Regions from separate parts of the Mus musculus genome. Here region 1 is linked to region 2. A link is a contact called in public HiChIP or PLAC-seq data. All regions are on one chromosome and are shown on one strand. Each heading gives the region's core, a stretch centred on a gene start, on an enhancer-like site or on the middle of the called end of the contact. The rest is flanking DNA. Distances are from core to core; before and after follow the strand shown. Region 1 has its middle 19 kb from the start of Ttc1. Region 2 holds the start of Pttg1 (pituitary tumor-transforming gene 1).

The links. HiChIP or PLAC-seq counts read pairs in DNA pulled down with a chosen protein or histone mark.
Region 1: a contact with region 2 is called in a FOXA1 HiChIP or PLAC-seq map of pancreatic cancer cells. The contact joins the enhancer-like site here to the promoter of Pttg1 in region 2. A contact is called at or near these places in 3 of 39 promoter capture datasets (embryonic stem cells and stem cell-derived epiblast-like cells), 3 of 484 Hi-C or Micro-C datasets (CD4 T cells, the N1E-115 cell line and embryonic stem cells), 10 of 115 datasets of contacts at active chromatin or transcription factors (embryonic stem cells, epiblast stem cells, neural tube and 1 more) and 2 of 9 other capture datasets (adipose tissue and liver).

What each region holds. Positions count from the first base shown.
Region 1 is chr11:43,765,634-43,768,333 of GRCm38.p6, forward strand. No RefSeq gene overlaps it. Among named protein-coding and RNA genes, the nearest start is that of Ttc1, 19 kb to the left of the region's middle. Within about 2 kb of position 1,383, at least 88 of the 459 cell types and tissues checked have an H3K27ac peak or open chromatin away from gene starts, as enhancers often do. A contact at or near this core is called in pancreatic cancer cells, where this site is marked.
Region 2 is chr11:43,424,993-43,427,746 of GRCm38.p6, forward strand. Pttg1 (pituitary tumor-transforming gene 1) reads right to left here and starts at 1,259. Exons shown (of 6, transcript NM_001131054.2): 1 at 1,209-1,259; 2 at 591-689. The coding sequence starts at 678.

The DNA of each region.
Region 1 (2,700 bases), core at 133-2,632, 340 kb after region 2:
AGTGATGTGCACCTTATTGGGGTGGGGTTGACCCACACACGGAGAGTTAGCATTTTCTCAATTCAACAATCAATGTGAATATCTTTCTTCCTGCACAGTTGGACCACTGCCAAGCTTCTGACCTTTTTAATGTCCACGTACAACCTGAACTTCACCATCCTTTGGAAGGCACACAGACTGAACCTGATGCTTCTATCTCAGCACTTTGGAAAGAGGGGGAAAGACACGATCTTCCTCTGAATGTGAGAAAATGTATTGAAATGCCTTACGTAGTTTTTGCTTCAATTAGAAGTCCCAAAAGGATCAAACATCTTGGCAGCTGATGCTCCATTGATGGATGCTAAAAGGAAAAGTTCTGTTTTCTTTTTAAATTAAAAGCACTTATGTGCAAATAAAAAGTATCAGCCAAAAATAAAGGTATTAATAAATTACACTTTGTCAGAATTAAATATTCCTGCATTTTAAAGGACATAATTAAGGAATTCAAATACACGGTATCAACTAAGAGAAAAGAACATATACATAAAAGGAGTTGCATGTTATGGAAATAAAAAGAAATCTTTAAAAAATGATTGGATGTGTGCACTTGAGTTTGGGTACTTGTAGAGGCCAAGAGAGGTTGTCAGACATGAATGCTTGGAATTGAATCTAGGTTGTCTGAAAGAGCAGCAAGTGCTCCCAACAGCTGAAATATTTCTCCAGTTCCAGAAATAAGGAAACCTAACATCTCAGCTTGAAATAATATATCTTGCTAAGATGAAAATATCTATTAAAAATGAGCAGACTTGAACACACCATCAAAAAATGTATGGAGGGCAAATAAGCAGATAAGACATTTGACGGTACTAGTCATTAGGGAAATGCAAATTCAAGCCACAGGAAGAGTACCACCAACCTGTTAGAATGACTACAATTAAAGCCGACTAATGCTCTCGGAGCTGGTGAGGAAGCAGAGTAACTGGCTGTCTTATGCCTCGTTGGCAGGAAAGCAAAGTGGCCAGGCAATATTAGAAACAGCCAGGCAAAATCTGGAAAGTTGAATATGCATCTGCCAGATACCCTGGCAATATTGCTCAAGAGACTTTGTGTGTGTGTGTGTGTATGTGTGTGTGTGTATCTACAATTCATAGCATTATTAGTCAGACTCAGGAAAACTACCTCTTTTCCAGAAAAATATCCCACTCTGAGTAGTATTTGGAGGGTTCCTAGACTTGTTGAAGCTAACACACAGATCCCAAGTTAAGTACCCTTAACCTAGGATTCCAGAACATTTCCCCAACTGAGAGTCAAGGGAAGAGCTGCAGAGAAGATCCAAGCTGAATTGCAGAGCAACGTTTCATTCGCGTTGCTTACTCGTATTGGACAGCAGATGGCGCGCCCGCCTGCCTGAACGCCGGGCAGGTTGCACTCTAAGAACGCGGTGGCGCGCGAGGGGGCGTGGCGCAGTGCCTCTCACCACCTCGTCCGAGAAACAGCTTCCAAGTGTGCGTGGAGGAAGGACGCCAGATTGCAGGTGGCTAGGAGCAGCCCCGGGGGGCCCCCCTCTGTATTCCTTCCTAGCGTTGAGCTGTAGATGCGGCGTAGCGGTGGAGAGATGCGCGTCCCTCAGGGTGCTTGGATGCGGTGTGCGAGCAGAGCTCTTGGCAGTAAGCACAAACCACAGAAACCTGACTGCAAATACTTCCACATGCAAAGGAGGAAACCGAAACCTTCCTGCGTCATTTAAAAGGAACGAAAGCTGGAGATGTAGTTCAGTGGTAAACTCTTGTCTAGCTTACGTGAGTGAGGGCTAGGTTCAATTCTCTGTACTGGCAAATTCAAATAAAATAAAACCAAACGAAAAGCATCCAAACAACTCTGTTTTTTTTTTTTTTTTTTAACCTTCTTATAGAGCGGTCTTTCCCCTGCACACTAGACTTCTTCCTTATTGTGGGCAGTGTGGTACAGGTAAACTAAGAGAAGCTTGACTGAAGACGCGTAGGGCTTGTTTTCTCAGCTGCTATCCTTGGCTCATCCAAGCAGGAGGGTAGAAGTTAGAGCCTGAAAAGCAGAGAGACGCTCAGCCTGGGCAGAGAAGAAGAGACCCCTCGAACTTAGTACTGGGGAAAGTGAGTCCCAGAAGGCAGTAGGCATTGTAAGGTTACTCAATTGGTTGACATGTATATCCCTCCGAATAAGGATGAAGGTGTCTGGTGTGCAGGCAAAACAGTGTTTTGTAGGGGGATCAGGGTTTCTAAAAGCCAGTTGTTTTCATGGGGTCATAAATTAGCCCAGCTCCTAAAGCAATGATGCTTTGCAGCAAGGGTTCTCAACCCGTGGGTCGCGACCCGTCTCGAGAGTTTGACTAACGTTTTCACAGCGGTTACATATCCAGATATCCTATCCTGCGTATCAGATATTTACATCACGATTCATACCAGCAGCAAGATTACAGTTATGAAGTAGCAACGAAAGTAATTTTATGCTTGGGCTCATCATAAAGCAAAAAACTGTATTAAGGGATTCCAGCCTGAGAAAGGTTGAGAAACACTACTCTAGCGCATTGCTTCTCAGCAGCCTGCCTGTGATTTCAGCACCAGGGAGAGGCAGAGGCAGGAGGATCACCTTGGCGTTCAAGGCTAACTTGGGTGAGTTCCAGGTCCACTTGTGCTAAAGTGTAATGCCCTGTTTCTGGTGGGGAAAAAGAAAAGATTCTGGCTC
Region 2 (2,754 bases), core at 9-2,508:
AGTCCCCAGAACCCACACAGTATAAGGAAAACCAATTTCCACAGGTTGTCCTCTGACCTCCACAGGCACACCACGGCATGCGTGTGACCCCACACATACACAAATAAAGGTAATAAATGTATTGCTCTTAAAGATTAGGCCATACAACTTAACTCAATTCTTACACACAAACCTGTGCCTCATTTGGGGCAGTTACTTAGCACTCTAAATAACCTCATTAAGACAATAAGTATGAACATAGGCACCATGGCGCACGCCTTTAATCCCAGAATTTAGGAGTCAGGGGTAAGTGGATCTCCTGAGTTCAAGGCCAGCCTGATCTGCATAGCAAATCCCAGGCCAGTTAAAGCTATGTCTCAAAAAACCGATTTAAGCAGAGCGCCTGGACACGTGACTTAGTAGCATTTGAAAAGCTCCAAGTTCCATTCCCGGCAGTGCATAAGCCAGGCAAGGTGGCCCATGCCTGTAATCACTGCACTGGGCAGGTGGAGTCAAAGGATCAGAAGTTCAAGGCCCCCCTAGGTTACATTGGGAACTGTAGGCTGGGACCATTCACAACACCTGTGTATCTCAAGGCAGGAAATACTTACCACCAGTGCCCAGCTTCAACCCATCCTTAGATGCCAAACGGCGGCCGGGTTCTTCATTATCCTTATCAACAAAGATAAGAGTAGCCATTCTGGATTACTCTAAGGGAGAGACCTGAATATTAGGATATTGGCATTGAGGACGGCTGGAAAAACTACGCAGTAACAGAGACCAAGCTTTACCCAGGGCACCTATGCACAAAAATTTATAAGTAGCTGGAGAAGTCAACAGGCTTAATCCAGATCCTAAATCTGCACGCCAGGGTCATAAAACACTCAACTCTTACAGAAATCAGTTTATGTTGGCACCCATCAAAACTGTCTCCAGCCTACAATCTCTGCTATAAAGAGAAGCCAAGAGGATGCTCAAATTTGGCCTCCTGCTACATAACAAGTTCAAGACCAGCCAGGGCTGCTTGAGATCCTGAAGTGGGGAGGGAAGAAGAAAAGTAAAAACAGCGTTGCTGTGGGTCGAGCACGACAAGAGCGCCTCGGGACGCGGGGCCGAGTGAAGCACACGTCCCGACCCTGCTTCAACCTCCAGTCCCGGGTCTGCCCTCCCCGCCACCCCAAGCTCGCCCAAGACGCCCTCACCCACGACGAGCTCACAGCTAAACTCACCGAAGACTGCGCCACCAACGACCCGGCACACCGCAGTTTAAACTGTAACTCAATTGGTCCCTCCGAGAGGAGGTGGGGCCTACAGCCTGAGAACCAATGGGAGCAACGGAAGTTTTCAGCCACCGCCCAGCTCTCGCGTCTGTCTCCAAAGTATTAAGGAAAACAAAACTAAACAAAACCAAAAAAAAAAAAAAACAAACAAACAAACTAGAATCGTACATTGTCCAAAACTCCTGTGAGAGGCTTTTTGTTTGCCACGACATGGACCTGCGAGAAGGTACTCACCCAATAAACGTCTTGTCCCTTTAAATTTGAAGGGCTTTTTTTTTTTTTTTTTTTTTTTTTTTGGAAACAGGTTTTCACAGGACTCAGACTGTCCTTGAACTGTGCAATGGATGGTGAATGACAATCACTTTTAACTCCTGAGACTGCTTCCGGTCTTCCAAGGACTAGATTAGTGGCTGTGCCACTGCTCCAGGCTCACTTTTATGGTTTTGGCTTCTTTGAAAAAGTCTCTTACTACCCAGTTCAGGCTTTTCGGAAACTCACTAGCCCAGGCCTGCTTCTGACTCAAGATTCTCCTGCCTCAGAGCTCAGATCAGAGTAGCCAGAGTGTAATCTCTAGGGGAACAGGCCTGCGCAGTAGATACTGGAGTTTGGAGAAGACTAAAAAGGAATAAGTAGTAGAAGAGACCAACATGTACATAAAAACTTAACTGAAGAAGCCAAGAGGTTTAATCCAGACCTTAAATCTTCAAGTCAAAGTCAGAGGCACTAATCTACTGAGAAGATGGTTTGGGTCTTGGATCGGCCCCCACCAAAACCTATCCAAGACTGGAGAGATTCCTGGGCAGTTACAAGCACTTACTGATCTTGAAGAAGACCCTGGCTGTCCTGGGAATCACTATGTAGACCAGGATGGCCTGGAACTTAAGACATCTGCCTGCCTTTGCCTCTTAAGTAGTAGTTAATCTCTGCTTATTTTTAGAACTTGTGGAAATTTGGCAGGTTTGAAGACAAAGAATGGAGATTATTCAAGAGCCCAGGACTTCCCATTGAAATAAGCATTGTTAATAATAACATTGGAGCCTCCCCCTGCACACTTTCTGCTATGTGTGTGATTATATTTAATTAACATAAAAGTTCCTTAGTCTCCTTTGTGTGTTCCTGAAAACATTCTAAAGTTCCATGATTGATACTGGGATACTTGTACTAGGAATTTCACCCACCCCACCCCACCCCCTCCTGCTGGACAGACCCTTTCTACAAAGGTTGTGACAGCTTGTAAAGTCCTCAGCTCTATGGAGCCACAGGAGATGCTGATGTGTGACTGGTGAGTGGTAGATCAAGAAAGCTTGCTTGCTTTCTTCTTCTTCTTCTCCTTCTTTTTGTTTGTTTGTAGAACATGAGTTTAATATTTTTAGCTGTTAATATTCAATAAACGGAATAATTATTTTAAGATATATTTCATTGTTATGTCTCTTTTCATTTCTGGTTTTATTAATTTGGATACCGTCTCTGTGCCCTCGGGTTAGTCTGGCTAAGA